2 separate regions of the Sus scrofa genome follow, and region 1 is linked to region 2. Evidence: chromatin contacts called from public targeted proximity ligation data. All regions are on one chromosome and are shown on one strand. The core of a region is the stretch at or near the end of the contact, and the rest is flanking DNA. Distances in the headings are between cores, read along the strand shown. Region 1 overlaps MTSS1 (metastasis suppressor protein 1). Region 2 overlaps LOC106509966 (a long non-coding RNA gene).

Region 1 (2,700 bases), core at 67-2,566, 220 kb after region 2:
TGAGCCTTTGGGTTGTTGTGATATTAGAGCAGGAGGACCGTGTAAGGTACAGGGCACGTCCCGCAGGAGATTGGAAGATCATTCCTTTCTTGGCCATTTCCATGGACGCCAGAGGAGAGTCTCATCTTAGTTCTGAGTTCTAGACCTTTGAATTTTCAGATGGTGTAAACCAGTCTTGAAAGATCAAGTCAGTGGAGTCGTTTGCCATTGGCTCTCTGCCCACTGAACATGCTGAGGGTTGGTTCCTCTAACGAGGCTCCAAGGCCATGGCACAGGGTCCCGGGGCCCTTATGCCAAGACATGAAGCAGCCCCTCTCCAGGGCACCCTCCCCAGTGGTGATGGTGCTCACTGTCCAGGAATTCTCGGAGACTTTCTGCGAGCTCCGAGGCTCTGGGCGACAGGTGGGTGTGCATTTCCTTAGCAGGGATCATGAGGCCTCAGTGATCACAGCTAAGTGAACAGGGAAGGCTCTCGGGCAAATAAAGCTTCACTTGTCACAGCTGTCAACATGATTGTGTCACACTGGCTGCCCTTTGGAAAATTTTTTTGGAGGTAAGCTCCCCGAGTTCATAACCTTTGTTTCATTTTTCCTTGCCTTCAGAGTTTCAAAACGTGTTTAATAAAAAAAGAAAGCAAGAAAGCTGCCAGAACTTTGAATAAGCCCAGGGACCTGTGTCCGAGGCTGCTTTGGACTTTTGTGTCGCAGCCCGAGGAGTCTGGAAAACCAACGCACTTACCTTTGTGTCTTCCGAGAGCTGGTGTTCAGGAGCTTCCTCAGAGACCCGTTTGATCCCTGGTGTATGTACTGGGCATTTAATTTGGCCTCAGTGAGAGGACAGGTGCAATACAGGCGATAACAGCTCGGGACACCCACGCCCCTGTCTCCTGGGTCTCGCGCTTGTGGAGGGTGTCAGGATGAATAAGCCTATTGCCCCAGATGCGAGCAGCCTAGCGTGGCAGAAGGGAGATCACCCACAGTGGGTGACGGTCGTCAGGATTTGCCTGCACCCTGGCTAGAAGGACGAGGGGTGGGGGTGGGGGGATTGTATAGGAACAGAGGTGTTAGGACCTTTGGCTGGGTTATGTCAGGCCTCACACATGTCTCTGTTTACATGTAAATTTTCAGCTGAGCTTTGTAGCAAAGAAATCCCATGTCTTCTGAAACTTTGGGGACCACAGCCATGTTTTAGGACCTGCTAGCTAAGGGAAGGCACGGCCAGCACCCTCTCACCTTACTGAGGTGTGTTCACTTGGATCTTGTTGTCCAGGCAAACCAGAGCAGCTCTGTCCTGTGGCTGGTTCTCCGTGTTTGTCTGTTTCCTCCTCTCAAGGGCTGCTCCTTAGTCTTCTCTTCTCACTTTGTCATCCCCAAGTGAGGTTGACTTATAGAAAGAAAGCGAGAGGAGGGAAGTGAGAGTTGGAGGGTTACGAAGTGGGTGTTTAATGGAACGTCTCTTGTGTTCCAAGGCTCCGAGCTAGAGAGGTGTTCGGCATTAACAAAAAAATCCAGGGAGGTAGTGCCGTGTTGAGAATGGGCGGTGTTTGTTCCCTTTTAGTAAATGAGGAAACAGGGGCCAGTTCCGCTGTTTTGTAAAGAAGCAAACAGTTGAGGGTTTGTTATTTTGTACAAACAGAAGTCATTAGGGCTTTTTAAAATCATTTGCTGTCTTTTAAAGTTGTTGCGTAGAACAGTGTTTGTCAAGCACTAATATATGTCAGGCAACCCTTGGAATCTGGTAAGACGCAGGTTCTGATTCAGCCAGTTTGGGGTGGGGCTGGGAATGCTCCATTCCAGGGACCAGTGTTGAATACCAAGGGCATGGACTGTATACCTTCCAACAGCTGGGGAGAAAAGGGATTTATTTATTTTCTTTTTCAACACATGAAAAAAAAAAACCTTTTGAAATTAAAGTGTAATTGATTTACAGTGTTGTGCCAGTATCTGTTGTCCAGCAAAGTCACCAGTCATACATCTATATACATTCCCTTTCTTACATCATCTTCCATCATGGTCTATCCCACGAGCCTGGACAGAGTTCCCTGTGCTTATCCATTCTAAATGGAATAGTTTGCATCTGCTACCCAGAGTCCCAGTCCATCCCACTCCCTTCCCCGTCTCCCCTGGCAACCACAAGTCCGTGCTCTACGACCATGAGTCTGTCTCTGTTTCGTAGAGTGGTTCATTTGTGCCCCATTTGAGACTCCACATGCAAGGGGGGATCATATGGTTATTTTTCGTCCTCTTTCTGACTGACTTAGTATGAGAATCTCTAATGGCATCTGAGAAGAGGCATTTAGGTCAAGGAAATTTGAAGGCTCTAGTCAGCTGAGCACAAAAGTCAGACTTGGTGCCTTTTATTTTTCCAGGTGTCATAACTCCTTCGGTAAGAGGTATGTCCTCAGTGATGGAGAGCTCTTCACGTTTGTAAATATTTCTGCAGAGTGGTTTGAGAGGATGATGAAGGGAAAGTACAAAGAGACAGAAGGGATTGGGACTTTTTATGTCTCTTATCTAAGGACTGGCGTGTACAGTAACCTTCTTACTGGTCTCAGTGGGAGTGACCTAGAGAAGGTCATGGCCATCTCGTCCTTTTGAGGAAGGTCTGCTTTCATACATAAATTCGGATGGATCACAGCTTCAAGTGTGAGAGTAGTAATTGCATTAATTACTCTTGGAAGTTAATTTCACTTTGCTCCAT
Region 2 (2,975 bases), core at 335-2,834:
TGGTGCCTCAGTGAGTTAAGAACTCGACTAGTATCCATGAGGATGCAGGTTGGATCCCTGGCCTCACTCAGTGGGTTAAGGATCCTGCATTACCATGAGCTGTGGTGTAGGTTCCAGACACGGCTTGGACTCCACATTGCTGCTAATGTGGCACAGGACGGCAGCTGCAGCTCTGATTCGACCCCTAGCCTGGGAACTTCCATATGCAGCAAGTGAAGCCCTAAAAAGGAAAAAAGAAGAAGAAAATCTCAAGAAAGGTTCTCACTGGACTATGTCCTTGGGAAGAGAATGGAGTTCTCTAACAGGTCAGCATAGGTCACATGCCACCTAGGTTCTAAGGAGGGTAGGCTATGGTACCCAAAGAAAGAGAGAAGGAATGAGCAGACAAAAACAATCAATGCTCACCACAGCAGACAAAAATAATCAATGCTTATTTTTCTAAGTAGGGTGGAAAGGAATGCATGATCAGAAAAAGTGTAGCTCTTCAGAGGTATCCAGACAGGAAAAACAGGCCAGGCTAGATTATGTAGAACCCTTTATACCATGAAAGGAGCTTGGCCTTTTATCTCATTGCCCTGAGGAAGCCACCGAAGAGTGTTAAGCCAAGGGAGGGATGTATATTTTAGAGTTACCAGCCTTGAAGACAGGAAGAAGTATTGGGGGCTTTTGTAATTGTCCCTGTGAGAGTTGATGAGGTCTGAACCAAGGCAGTAGAATTTGCGAAGAGAGTCTAGGTGTAGGATATGTTGGCGGAGGTGCCTGAAGAGTTTGTCGCTGTGACAGGTGATGGAGAGGGAGGAGCCAGGCATACAACTGTTCCCATTCGATAAGTAGTCAAGCTCACCTGTGATGAACTTCAGGCTCAGGGCAATTCAAAACTGTGCCTGGGAGTTCCTGTCATGGCTCAGTGGTTAACAAATCCAACGAGAAACCATGAGGTTGTGGGTTCGATCCCTGGCCTCGCTCAGTGGGTTGAGGATCTGGTGTTGCTGTGAGCTGTGGTGTAGGCCAGCAGCAACAGCTCCTATTAGACCCCGAGCCGGGGAACCTCCATATGCCGCAGGTGTGGCCCTATAAAAGACAAAAAGACAAAAAACAAAACAAAACAAAAAACTGTGCCTGAAAGAGTTGGGTGCTGCAAACAAAAAAAGCAAAGTAAGGCATGGTCTTTGCTCCCTAAGGGGCTCTCTAAATGTTGGGGAGCTAAAGTAAATATGAGAAAGGCGAAATGCAAGGTCAATTGAGTCAAATGTGATCAGTGAGATTGCGAGCACAGGATACTCTCATTTTGTTGGCTGATGGGGCCAGACATTATCAAGGAAAGACAGCTGAGATGAGCTTTAAGGCATGGGAAGCATTCCTACAGGTGGGGAGTTGGTGGGGGGCATTTCCGACAGAAGAAATCACATGAGCAAAGACATGGTGACGGAAACGTACATGGCATATTTGGAGAGTATGGAATGACTCGTTTGACTAGATGTCAAGAAGTTGTGAAAGATAAACCAGCAGGATGAGGATACAGGGGTGGGGTGAAAGATTGTTAGCTTTTTTTGCAATCATCCACATGTGGTTAGGCTATTCGTGGAAAGAGGAATTTAAGTAAAGGAGATCATTTAGGGGAAAGATGCTAAGTACTGCTTGGATGTATTGTGATGGAGGTAAATGTAGGACACCCCCGTGGTGATGACCCAGTGATAACTTACGAAAGGTGAGGGCTGAACTCCTGCATAGATGTGCAGTGGGTGTAGCTGCATGCATTAGTTTTTACCCTGATTCACTCAAATAATGATTTGAGTAGCATTTCCAAATTTGCACTACAGAATTTAAAAAAATAGGATGCCTGACAAAGGAAAACACACAGACATGAAATATAATTAAATTTAAGCCATAAGGTTAACATCAAATTTTTATGCTGCAGTTCCTGTAAAACTGCTAGAGGGGGACAGCAAATCTGGCTTAGAACTTCCCAACAGCCAAAGCAAAGGGAAGCATGATTAGTCATAAGATTTCTACTGGACAAAAAAAATACATTATTTATAAATCTTCTAGCCAGAGACAAAGTTGAGGGCTCTGATGTGTTTCCAAGACGCTCCAGTAGAGACACCCAAAGCTCTATTCACCTGGGGCTCCTCTCCTTCAAGAGCACATCCATCTTGAGGTTAGATATGGACCAATGATTTGCTCTGTCCAATGAAATGCGAGCACGCATGGTGTGTCATCCAAGTGGAAGATTAAAGAGCCGGGATACAATTCTCCCTTTGCTCTTTCTCATGCCACCGTGATTGAGACTGCCAAGAAGGGACTACAGAGAAAAAGGGAAGAAAAGAGGAAGGAAAATGGACTGTTTGGTAACATCCAAGGCATAAGACAAGAAGAGAAGGTAACAAAAAAGAAGAGAGGGAGTTCCCGTCATGGCGCAGTGGTTCATGAATCCGACTAGGAACCATGAGGTTGCGGGTTCGATCCCTGGCCTTGCTCAGTGGGTTAACGATCCAGCGTTGCCGTGAGCTGTGGTGTACGTTGCAGATGCGGCTCAGATCCCGTGTTGCTGTGACTCTGGCGTAGGCTGGCAGCTACAGTTCCGATTAGACCCCTAGCCTGGGAACCTCCATATGCCAGGGAGCAGCCCAAGAAATGGCAAAAAGACAAAAAAAAAAAAAAAAAAAAAAAGGAAGAGTGAAGCATCCAGAAGGGAGACCATGAAAACCACAGTAACCCAAGAACTAAGACAAAGACTTTTCCAAGGGAGAAACTTGGAGAGATAAATGCTTGCCCATGGCCACGCAATCAAAAAGCAATGGCGAGTTCCGTCATGGCTCAGTGGTTAACAAATCCGACTAGGGACCATGAGGTTTTGGGTTCAATCCCTGCCTCACTCACTGGGTTAAGGATCCGGCATTGCTGTGGCTGTGGCATAGGCTGGCGGCTGCAGCTCCAATTAGATCCCTAACCTGGGAACCTCCATATACTGTGGG

What was found.
Region 1: a contact with region 2 is called in a targeted proximity ligation map of alveolar macrophages. A contact is called at or near these places in 2 of 2 datasets of targeted methods (alveolar macrophages and skeletal muscle).

What each region holds. Positions count from the first base shown.
Region 1 is chr4:15,025,580-15,028,279 of Sscrofa11.1, forward strand. The region is part of intron 3 of MTSS1 (metastasis suppressor protein 1); the gene reads left to right. Among named protein-coding and RNA genes, the nearest start is that of NDUFB9, 86 kb to the right of the region's middle.
Region 2 is chr4:14,803,002-14,805,976 of Sscrofa11.1, forward strand. The region is part of intron 2 of LOC106509966 (a long non-coding RNA gene); the gene reads right to left. Among named protein-coding and RNA genes, the nearest start is that of ZNF572, 82 kb to the left of the region's middle.